2 separate regions of the Sus scrofa genome follow, and region 2 is linked to region 1. A link is a contact called in public HiChIP or PLAC-seq data. All regions are on one chromosome and are shown on one strand. The core of a region is the stretch at or near the end of the contact, and the rest is flanking DNA. Distances in the headings are between cores, read along the strand shown. Region 1 has its middle 240 kb from the start of USP24. Region 2 has its middle 80 kb from the start of USP24.

The links. HiChIP or PLAC-seq counts read pairs in DNA pulled down with a chosen protein or histone mark.
Region 2: an H3K27ac HiChIP or PLAC-seq map of skeletal muscle shows a contact between it and region 1. The contact joins two enhancer-like sites. A contact is called at or near these places in 1 of 47 Hi-C or Micro-C datasets (retroperitoneal adipose tissue) and 1 of 2 datasets of contacts at active chromatin or transcription factors (skeletal muscle).

The regions. Positions count from the first base shown.
Region 1 is chr6:156,979,646-156,985,397 of Sscrofa11.1, reverse strand. No RefSeq gene overlaps it. Among named protein-coding and RNA genes, the nearest start is that of USP24, 240 kb to the left of the region's middle. Within about 2 kb of position 2,242, at least 17 of the 83 cell types and tissues checked have an H3K27ac peak or open chromatin away from gene starts, as enhancers often do. A contact at or near this core is called in skeletal muscle, where this site is marked.
Region 2 is chr6:157,137,604-157,143,355 of Sscrofa11.1, reverse strand. No RefSeq gene overlaps it. Among named protein-coding and RNA genes, the nearest start is that of USP24, 80 kb to the left of the region's middle. Within about 2 kb of position 3,380, at least 1 of the 83 cell types and tissues checked has an H3K27ac peak or open chromatin away from gene starts, as enhancers often do. A contact at or near this core is called in skeletal muscle, where this site is marked.

The DNA.
Region 1 (5,752 bases), core at 993-3,492:
CATAGAGAAAGGAAGGGAAGGGAAGCCAAGGAGAGCGCTTGCTTAGAAGCACTTACTATATATCAAGCTGTAGATATGCTGTTTCATTTAATGTGGACAGTAATCCCGTGGGGTAGATATTATCATCTGCTGCTTGCAGACGAGGTGAATAGTTCGAGAGGTTGAATGGTTTTTCCAAGTTATGACAGCTGATATATGAAGAATTTTATTTGGCAGGTGCTGGAATATAGGTATAGGCATCTACCTTGAGACACCCTCTTCTGAGATCCCATCCCAGGGCTAGAAAAAGGAAAGAAATGTGGAAACTCTGATGTAAGCTATTTTTCTCTTTTTAGCATTTCTGATGCAATTTCAAGCTTGGTTTCCCAGAGTACAGGGGTGATGGTTATCATTTTTTCACATGTAGAGCACTTTACAAATTGACAGATATTTTACCCTCCCTCCTGCTTTTCCCTTTCTCTTCCTTTCTTTGACAGCAGCTCCACGCTCTATCCCATGAGCTCTCTGGCTCTGGTTTCATCTTTAAAATGGGCATAATGACTTGTGCGCTACCCATGAAGGCTTTTAGGAGATCAAGGAAGACACCAGCTCTGCTCCCTCTATTACTTGATCTTTTGGCATTCGCAGCTTAGCAAAATTATACATAAACAACTATTTGTGGAATCATGGGTTTATCACCTCTCTCTCCTGCAGAGAGTTCATAGGTCTGGTTTAGCACGCTCTCTCCAGCATTTATATTCTCGAGATCTTAGCTGCAGAACTAGAACTTAAATCTGAGTGTAAGGATTGCAGCTAGGAGGTGGGTGGAAAAGGGAAATGACACATTTAAAATGATAAAAAAATATGAGAAGTAGACATTGTTTGAATTCAGCTGTATGCTAATGAATATCTGTGAACCCAGCTCACAAAGCCAGTGCCAGGGCAGGTTGCCCACACCTGCTCTAGTGGGTGGGGGTTGGGAAGATGTCATGCTGACTCAACAGTCCCTGGTTTGGCCGGGAGTACAGAGAAGTGCAAAGACCATGGCACATGGAGCCTGAAAGTCACATGAATCATTCCCTCAAGTTTTGTTTCATTGGCAGATTTCACTGGAATGCTTTCTGTTTTTTTCTATGTGACTAGCAGCATTGAGAAATCTTGGTTTGAAGGAAATCACTGGTGGTCAGTGGGCTCTCTGCCTGGCTATTCCCATCCAAGGAATAGCATGGTTAAGGCTAATCAGACAGCGATGGCCACAGCTCTCCATGGCCCACTGGACGATTCTGAGGAGGCTAGGTTGATGGTCCAGCTAAATTTTGCCAAGGAATCTAGCAAATTCTCTTATGATGACTTGGAACACTGTTCGTGGAATGCTCTTGATCTGGTAATTCAGCTTCTTAGCTCCTGTAGGAAATGTGACCAGTTTGGTGTGATTCCCTTTGATCAATCACCTTCTTTTTTATGCCACAGATAGTGGTATGAGAATCTAATCTGTAATTATTCATAGGATTGTTTTCAGATAATTTCATCACTAACATATACTAAGCATCTGGTGAGAGCCAGGCACTCGGTTGCTCCCATTATCTAATTTAATGCTTCCAGGGATCCTCCCTGGTAAACACTGTCCTTGCTCCCATTTTGAAGATGAGAAAATTGAGGCTTAGAAAGGTTTTGAGGGATGTCAAGGTCACATGGCTTTCTAGTATTTGACATTTTTGTGGAAGATCCAGGGATGAAAGCTGTCATCCTGGAAGAGTGAGGGAAAGGAAACTATGTATCTTAGCAACCATGTGCCAGGCACCTGCTGAGTGCTTGACAAATTTCATGGCATCTAAAGTTCACAGCACGCCTGGGAAGGGGTGCTGTTAGCATTTCCATTTTAGAGAGGGCTCAAGGTCAAGGAGCTAGTGAGCGGAGGCAAGTTTGGAGCTCTGGTTTTATGCCACAAAGCCTGTTCTTCTAGTCACCACATAGAGCTGCCCCATAGCAAGTGTGCAGGAGAAGCTGGAGCATCCGACCAAGGACCAGGGATGCTGGTGAGCCTGGGAACTGCAGGATGCAGGTGGGTGTGGCTGCCCCAAACCCTGGGTGTCATGACCAGTCAGTGTCTGCAAGCTTCCTCCTATTGTCTGCCTGCTGTTCCAGAGCTTTCAATTTTGTGTTCCTTCTTAGCTAAAAATAAGGTTTTGTTTGCATGCAGGGCAAAGGCCCTGGGACCCTCCTGAGAAAATCCGCAGAGGAAACAGGACACGGATCGGACTGCGAAGGCAGGGACGTCACTCCTCAGCTCTGAGAGGCTGGAAGCACGGAGCGGGAAGTGGCACTTCCCCTGTGTTTTTATGTTTAGCCGGGGTTTAATTAATAACCGGCAAACAAGTCTATAATTAACTCGATTTCCCTTTGGCCAGCCGAGGGAATAATAATAAGGCTCCTTTTTAAAGTCCACGGCATTGCTGGAAGGATGGGAGGGAAATCAGGCTTCCAGCACTGCCTGCCCAATAATGAGAGCCCTGCCTCGCATTCCTGGCTCCCTTCCTCCCTCCCCCCCGCACATTGTATTATCTGTACCAGATGTTGCATTAAAAGAAAAATTACTATACTTCAGGGCTCAAATTATATGTGCCTGATTTATTGCCTTGCCTCAGTTTTAAATGCTACCTTGCAGAACGCTGATAAATGATAGCTTATTATTTTGCAGGGTGCTGAGGTTGATGAAGATATCAAGGGCAGGAAGGGGTTAACTCTTTCCAGGCTGGAACCTTTTGGCTGGCCATTTGGCCCACCTTCTGAACGTTGCACATCTCCCCATACCCACCCCACCAAACCTATACTGTCTGGGCTGTTTTTATTTCTCATCTCTAAAGTGACACGCTCAAGGCTCTGTCTTGGCTCCCGAGATACTGAGGCATCTTGTGCATCAAAGATGAAGTACCCCTTTTAAGCATGACATTCAAAACTTGTCTCTGACTTCCTTTTCCAGCCCCCTATTAGTCTTCTTCCCACATGCTCTGCCCCCAGAGTCCTGAATGATCTGGCCTGTGCCTGCCTCGCCAGCTTCATTTCTTGCCCCTCTGTCCCACTGGCCTTCTTCCAGGTCCTTGAACGTCCAGACTCCTTCACGCAGCAGGAACTTTGCATGTGCCTCCCCCTCTGTCTGGAGCTCTTGCCCATCCATCCTTCATTTGGGCAGCCCATCTATCTTGTCTCTTGTCTCAGCATGAATGTCACTTTTCCACCCGTGATACTTCTTAGATGAGTATACACTTTCCATAATGTATACTCATTTGCCTATTTGCGTGATTATTTGCCTATTTCCTTGACTGCATTATAAGCACCATAAGGCCAGGAACTGAACCGGTTTACCACTGAAACTCTAGAACGTAATACAAAGCCAGGCGCAGATGCACAACATTTTTTAACTGAATGACTGTCTAGGGGAATAGCCAAGTTGCCTGTCTGCCCCATCCCTCACCCTGCTGAATACCCTGATTTTGATTATTTCTGCTTCCGAAATGAAGTTTTTCACCTATTTCTGGAACCACCTTCCCCTTCACAAGAGCTCTGTCATTTACTAACTCTGTCACTTTGGAAGCGTTACTTGACCTCCCTGGGCCTCAGTTTTCCCCATACGTGAAATGGGATAACAGTAGACTAGCTTCATCCAGTGGTTGTACACATTCAGTGAGTTAGGCTATTAAGGTACTTGGAAGTGTGCTTGGCTCATGGAAGGTACTGTGTAAAATGTTTCAAGGAAAACATTTAGTGATAAATACATGTTTCCTATGTTGTGACTTTAATTTGGGCCTTTGCTCTGGCTCTGCTTCCTCTAGCCACACACTTTGGCTGTGACTTTGCCTTTCTCAGCATCCATGGCCTCAGAATGGGCACAGGTCAACCAACAGGGTGACTGACCCAGACCTGGGGAGGCTGCTCAAGGCGATTTATGCCTGAGCTGGTTCTAAGAAAATGGAGACGACTTTGCCAGTGCCAAACTGGGCCATACTGTCCCATGCAGAAGGAAGAGCATGAAGAAGACCAAAGGAGCTGGAGAACTAGGTGTATTGGGACCACGGCTCACATTGGGTCCCAGCGTGGTTGGAGCAGAGAGTGCAGAGAGGCGGAGGAGCCCAGGCCTCAGAGGACTTCGCATGTCATGCTGAGGAGTGCGCTTGTAGCTTAGGGGCAGCAGCTGATATCTTTAGGAGAAGAGTGCCATGGTCATGTCCAGATGCCATAGAGGGCAGTCTGGGCCAACAGCAGTGGTCATGGGCCTGTGAGACAAGAAGGGGAGCCGTTTAGTGCCTGTGGAGATTGGTCAGGGTTGTAGGAATCCTTCTCTGGGAACCACATGGACTCCTGGAGGTCTCCAGCCTTTGGAAACCAAGGATTTTAAAGATGTGCTAGCTCCCAGGCATGCGTGGAGCTTCCTTCCCCTCATTCCAGTTCAGCTGTAATAGCTTCCAGGGGGAGTTGCAGATGCATGAGCGAGCCAGCGGCCGGAGAGGAAAGAGGTAGCTTTTGTTGAGGGCCTGCCCTGTGAGGCATCCACACGCCTGGAATGAACATTTTCAGTCCTCCCAACAATCCCGAGATGTAGGTATTGTGAAGCCAATGGATGAGAAATCTGAGGCCTCCAGAGGCTTGGGTAGTTTGTCCTGCGAACACTGGGAGAATGTTTGTCTGTTTACTCCCAATTCTTGTCATTGCCACTTTACCTGTGTTTGCTTTACGAGGCCCCCAGAGTGGGGTGATCCTTGGACACAGGCGTTATCGCTCTGTCGGACTGCAAGCCTGTTCAGTGCCCAGCGCTGGGCGGTTTACACAGGGCGGTTTACACCTTAGGTTCTCAACGTGTGTTTGCCGATTGGCCAGTATCCTCTAGACATGCAATGACTCCGTCAGTCACTAGAGGGCGTGGTGGATATGCAATGTGGAGTGGAATTAAGAGTTAGAGATGGTTTAATTACCCTGCTCTCCTCCCTCCCACCCTCCTTCCCTTCCTTCTGCTCATCAATCTTTCACCTGTTCACAAAAAATTATGAAATGCCTCACAAGTACTGTGTGCTAGGCTAGGGACACTGGGTTTAAAACCTTCCAGTTTCTCATTGTTTTTGGCAAATACAGGGGAAAGGCCACCGTGGCTTTAAATCATAAGAACACAAAAATAGCCCTTCACTTAGTCTTGGAGTCAAGGAAGACTTCTCTGAAAAGGTCATATCTGAGCTGAGTTGAAATTTGCTAAGTGTAGAAAGGAGAGAGAAAGGTAGTTTAGATGAGGGGCCAGCATTAGCAAAGGCCCAGAGGAAAAGTGACAGAGGCTGGATTCTGCAAACATATTGGGATGGGTAGACGTAGCAGAAGCCTGGAGGTGAGGCTGGAGATGTGGGCAGGACCTTGAATGGCAGGCTGAGGACTGTGAACCAGCCCTGAGGTCTTCAGCAGTGTTCTTGGAAGGTTTTAAGTGAATTGAAAGAGAGAGAAGAGATTCTTTTCATGGTCTGTTTTTGTCTTTTAGAGAGATCACTTTCATACTTTACACTTGCGAAGTAGGAAATAATATGGGATAAAAACAGTTTAAGATGATATTATCCGGGAAAGAGGTGATGGTGGCCTAAATTAAGGCAGCAGCTACGAGGATGGAGAGAATTAGATGGAATTTAAGATTTAGATACATTTTAAGGCAGCGGAATGAATAGATCTTGTTGACTAGTTAAAGATGACAGAGCTGACCCTGGGTCCTAGGTTTCCAGTTTGAGTGCCTAAATGGATGGAG
Region 2 (5,752 bases), core at 2,131-4,630, 160 kb before region 1:
AGCACAAAATAATGCCATTTGCAGCAACATGGAGGGGACTAGAGACTCTCATACTGAGTGAAGTAAGTCTCGATGCAAATTTACTTTTAAATTGCAAAGGGCTACTGCAAACATTGGTCATTCATTAATATCAATGACTTCTCAGAATCTACTCTTGATGGACATGAAAGAAGGAAAGGACACAAGCTGCAGGTTAATGAGAGACATACGAGGAGGTGAAAGCAAACAGAGAGAAAGTGTGGGGTAGGATAAACAGCTCTAGGATTGAAGAAAATTCATTTTCTCAAACTGCAGTAACTGGTCTCTATGGTGAAAGGGAATTTCTGAACCAGAGGATGGGAAAGAGGCCACCAAGACTGTTTAATCACATTGTCTTTTCTCCACCCTGCTCTGCTTCTCAACAAGGAGGCTACTGTTGAGGGCACTGGGCTCCAGAGAGGAGACGGTACCAGCTGAGGTCCACAGTGAGCCACAGACAGACCTGGGCTGGACCCTTGGCCTCCTGGTCCTCCTCCAAGCATTTTTCTCACTATGCACTTTTTCTTTTGCTTGGTCAGGGGCACCCTTAATTCTGTAAAAACAAAATCCACAATTTCCTTTCTAACCAAAGATAACTCATTCTACCTTGGGGTGTCACAAATACAAATACAAACTGACGGGGAGCCTGGCGATGTGCTCTCCCAGATGGGAATACAGGCTGGCCCTTGCCCTGGTGTCTGCCTTTTCAGGGCTTCTGGTGGTTATGAAATGATTGTTATAGCAACCTGGGTGGTGGTCATGGTAGGGGAGGGGAGGGGCCTCCCAGCAGGTTCTGCAATGGTGGCCAGATCTGAGGGATGCACTGGACATCTCAGGGACGCCCTGAGCTTGCCAGCCTGGGGCCCTAAGTCATCCTAACCCAACAAGAGCAGGTCAGTGTTGAGGCTTCTCCTACAGGCTTAGCCTTGGAGCCTCTGAGCCATTCTGACTTGGTGCAGGTCCAGCTTCCTGGCCTCAGCTTTCTCACCTTGGTGGGCATGGAAGGAGTGAGTGAGGAGAAGTAAGGATTGGGAGTTTGGGATTAGCCAATGCAAATTATTATATATAGGATGGATAAAGAACAAAGTCCTACTGTATAACACAGGAAACTATATTCAATATCCTGTGCTAAATCATAGTGGAAAAGAAAGTGAAAAAGAATATATACATATATATGTATGTATGTATGTATAACTGAAGCACTTTTCTATACAAACTGGAATGAGCTTGGGGTCACCTGTGTGCCTTAGGATGATGGCAAGACCTCATGTTTAATTGTGAGTTTATAAGCTGTCCAGAATGGTTGTAAGTGCTTCCTATGGGGTAGCCTATTTAATCCTTCCAATAGCCCTAGTAGGCAAGTGTTGCTTTGAATATCTGTAGCACACAGATGAGGAAACTGAGGCACACAGGGCACCTCCCACAGCCAAGAAGTAGCTGAGTCAGGTTTCAAACCCAAGCAGCATGATTTCAGAGGCTGTGGACTTCATTAGATAGGCTGGGGTTGCAGCTCTCTACTGGCTGGGTCCCATACATCTGGGCTTTTGCCTCAGATTTCCTGATCTGTACCTCAAATCCTTGATGAGTTTAAGACTTTCTAGATTATCCAGGACTCTTAATTGCATGTGTCAGAAACTCAAATTGATTTAAGCATCAAAGGAACTGGGTTGGCTTCCTTCACTGAAAAGTCCAGGGGTTGTGTTGAATTAGAGCATGACTGAAAGTAGGTGCTCTGCTGATCAAGGCAGGATTTTCCTGCTTTTTCGTACTCTATGCTCCTTTGTATTTGCTGCTTTCTCAGGCAGGCGCTTACCGAGTAAGGAAGGAGAGCCACAAGCAGCTCCTGGCTGGTGCCTCTCATGCCAGTTTTAGGAGGAGGTTCCAGCTTTAAGAAAAGCCTTCATGCGGACTCTCATTTGTACCAACTCCCGTCATGCGCCCATCCTGAGCTGATCACCAGGAAAGGACCGTTCCCTCCTCGGTCCCCACTGGCAGAAGTGAATCCCTGAGTTGGGATGGAGCTGCGGCAGCCCTCTTTGAACCACTTGGACCTGGAGAGTTGAAGGTGGAGGGGCCAGCTCTGTCCCTCCCAGCTCACCTGGCCTGTGGCAGAGTGCTCAATCAAGAAGGTCAAGGAAGAATCTGTGTATCAGTCAGGAAATAGATGGCTCAACTAGGATACATCAAGAAGCGAGTAAGTGAACCCTTCATGGTGGAATGGCGGGTAAGGCGATCACAAGGGATGTTGCAGAACCTTGAAGCCAGTAACAGAGGGGCTTCTTCACCATCCCTAGTCCCGAAGGGGTGAGGAGAGTTGATAGCTGGATCAAGAACAGAGGGCTATATGGGAGGGCCCCCCTCCGACAGCAGCTGGACCTGTAGGGGAGGGATTCAGCCAGCTTGTGGTGACTAGAAATTCAGTGCTGGGGGAACAAATACCCCAACCTCTCTTTTCTCTTCCTCTAATCTCCGGATCATATTTCCCATTGTCACCATGAGGGCAAGGACACCCAGTGATGTAATTTATATAAGTCAGCCAGCAGGGACAGAGAGCCAAGGACAGAAAGTTGGTGAGTGGTGGAAGGGACACGGGCTCTGCTGACATATTGGCATGTGACCTTGTTTCTACCTTGAGGTTATTGGGGATGGGAGTATTTATTTAGCATAGAGGAAAAAGGGCTAGCATGCTATCCTGGTCTATTGTTAGCACAGACCACTGGCTGTCCCAGACTGAGTGAAGGCTGTGGGTGGGAGAAGAGAGCGAACCCACTCAGGTCCAAAGCAAACCAAACATTTTAAAGTAGAGTCCACATTAGTGAATAGATTTTGCCTTTTGGAGGAGGTGGGGTTGGAGCAGAGGGGTTAGACATCCATAGGCACTTCCTAGTGGTCTTTAAAAGTGCAGGCTCCCCGAGTTCAAAATCTAACTGCAAGTTTGGGAGAGTTACTTAAACTGTGCCTCAGTTTCTTCATCTCTAAAATGGGGATCATACTATTGTAATGGCACAGATTAAATAAAACATTCTAGGCTCTTAGAATAGTCTAATACATAGTAAAGGCTCAATATTTGTTAGTTATTATTATTGGCAAGAGCACTAAATAGAGAGTCTTCAGATATATACCAGTCACGGTCCATTATGACTAACTTTGTGATCTGGGGGCAAGCCACTTTTCCTCTTAGGCTTTGGCTTTCTCTTCTCTAAAGTTAAGAGCTGGGATTCAAGGTTCTGAAGATACATTTTGGCTAGAAAACTCTAAACTCTGCAAGTCCCACATCCATCATAGATTTTGCAAAGGCGACCCAAGGGGAAATGTGTTTCCAGGGCCCATCTGACTCCTGCCAGAGAGCTCAGGTTTCTCCCCCTCCCATCAGCTGGAGGAGTTCCCAGTAAGGGCAGACCAATAAAGCTCCTCCCCGCAGGTGTCTCAGGGCTGTGTGCTCATCTCTTTTTGATGGCCTCCACCTGCAGGAGATCTGGAAGCTGCCAGGAGGAGGGGCTGGCCCTTTGTGGCTTGTCCTTGGGGCAAATCACTCACTTCTGAAGGTCTCCCTGAGGCCTGCAGCCCACCCTGGGGAGGACCCTGAGCTGACTCCGGGAGGTGTGGACCTCTGGGAGGCTGTTACACCATCCTTGGCTGGGTAGGATGGCCTGAGGCTGGTTGTGCTCTGAAATCCCACCCTGGGGTTCTCCACTGCCAGCATGATCTCAAGTGGCTTGAACTCAGGAAATTTGCCTTCCAAGTCTCTCTTTTCCTGCTTCGTCTTTGTGTTTCATCTATTCCTTTCTCTCAATAAAATGTAAGCCCCTTAGCCTGGCTGTGGACCCTGGCTCTGCTGCCTCCCAGAACTCCTTTTGATGCCTCTGCAGCACTGGCTCTCTGAGCTCCAGCTACTCTGGGGCCTCAGTTCCTTGGTTATGCCAAGCGTTTCACATCTCAGAGGCTTGGCACAGGCTGTTCCCAGCCTGAAACACCTTTCCATCCCTTTTCTCTTTAGTCAACTCCTTTCCATCCCTTAGATCTCAGCCTAAAGCTCATCTCCTCCTTGGACCCTCCACTGACACCTGTGATTACCAGTGGTTATGGGTTTGGAGGATGTTCCCAACACCTGTTTTCCCCACAGGACCGGGAAGGCAGGACTGCTTCTGTCCAGGTCACGCGGGCTTCTCTGTGCCTGGGACTCGGTCACTATTTGTAATGCATCGATCCTTCTCTAATTGTGGTTGCTTTTCTTCTTTTTCTTTCTTTTTTCTCCCCTTCTTCTCTTTCTAAAATGCAAACCTCATGATGTTAGTCACCTACTATAGATTGTCTGGCTTTCCCACCTTCCTGGATAAAATGTTGATTTACAAGGCTCATCAGGTCCTTGTCCTCTTCCTGACCCTGTCCCCACAAGGCCAGGGATTGAACCCATGTCTTCATGGATATTAGCTGGGTTTGTTACCGCTGAGCCATGACAGGAACTCCCTAAGCTATTTATGACTATTATTATTATTATTATTAGGGCTACACCAGTGGCATATGGAAGTTCCCAAGCTAGGGGCTGAATTGCAGCTGTCAGCATACACCACAGCCACAGCAATGCCAGATCGAAGCCTCATCAGCGAGCTACACCACAGCTCACAGCAATGCTGGATCCTTAACCTACTGTTCGGGACCAGGGATCGAACCTCTGGATGCTAGTCGAGTTCATTACTCATGAGCCACAATGGGCACTCCTGTTCAAGCTATTTAAAATCAAGTCTTCTGTTATTTTTAACTGAAAACATTTTAACTGACTTGCTGCTTATGTGTTCTTGGGCAAGTGACTTATTCTTGCTAAACTGTAGTGTCTTTATCTGTAAAAGGAGATGCTAGTCTTTCTGCACATCTGTACATTGGGGTTCTTGGAAAATAAGTGAATTAATTTACTTGTAAAGAGGGCAGAGCTGCATAAATGGAAGGGGTTGGCATTGGTCCCTGTTAGGGGGCGGGAGATGGCTTCTTCTTCCTCTTCTCTTCCTCCTTTATTATTTGACCAAGTGGTAGGTTTAAACATTACAATGTATATAATGAGGTTCCACAAAGCAGGAGGCTGAGTTTCACTCAGCTGCTTTCTCTCCAAACTGCAAAGCCCAGAAGCACACAGGAAAGTTAAGCTCTGCCTTGTGTCATAATATCTTTACTACCCTGGTCACAAATTATTTTTTATTCCCCTGAATTAAACTTTTAAAGGAATGAGAAAAAAAAAAAAAAACCTGTTGAGTGATATAAGGTAAGAATTTCCCATCCAGAGTTCCCATTGTGGTTCAGTGGTAGTGAACTCAACTAGTATCCATGAGGATGTGGGTTCGATCTCTGGCCTCACTCAGTGGGTTAAAGATCCAGAGTTGCTGTGAGCTGTGGGTCGCAGATGAAGCTCGGATCCCACGTTGCTGTGGCCGTGGTATAGGCCAGCCTAGCCTGGGAACTTCTACATGCCGAGGGTGTGGCCCAAAACACACACACACACACAAACACACACACACACAACAAGAATTTCCCACCTATTTCTTCCTCCCATCTGCTCACTCATACTGCCCACCGCACTCCCCCAAACCAGCCACTCTTGCTGGTTTCTTGTTTTTTTGTTTTTTTTTTTTTTTTTTGCCTGGAGGTGTTTTATGTACCTGTAAGCACAGAGCACACAAACATAGGTACTATTCCCCCACCGTTCTGCACTTTAGTTTTTCACTTGGCACTCTATTGCGAGGTT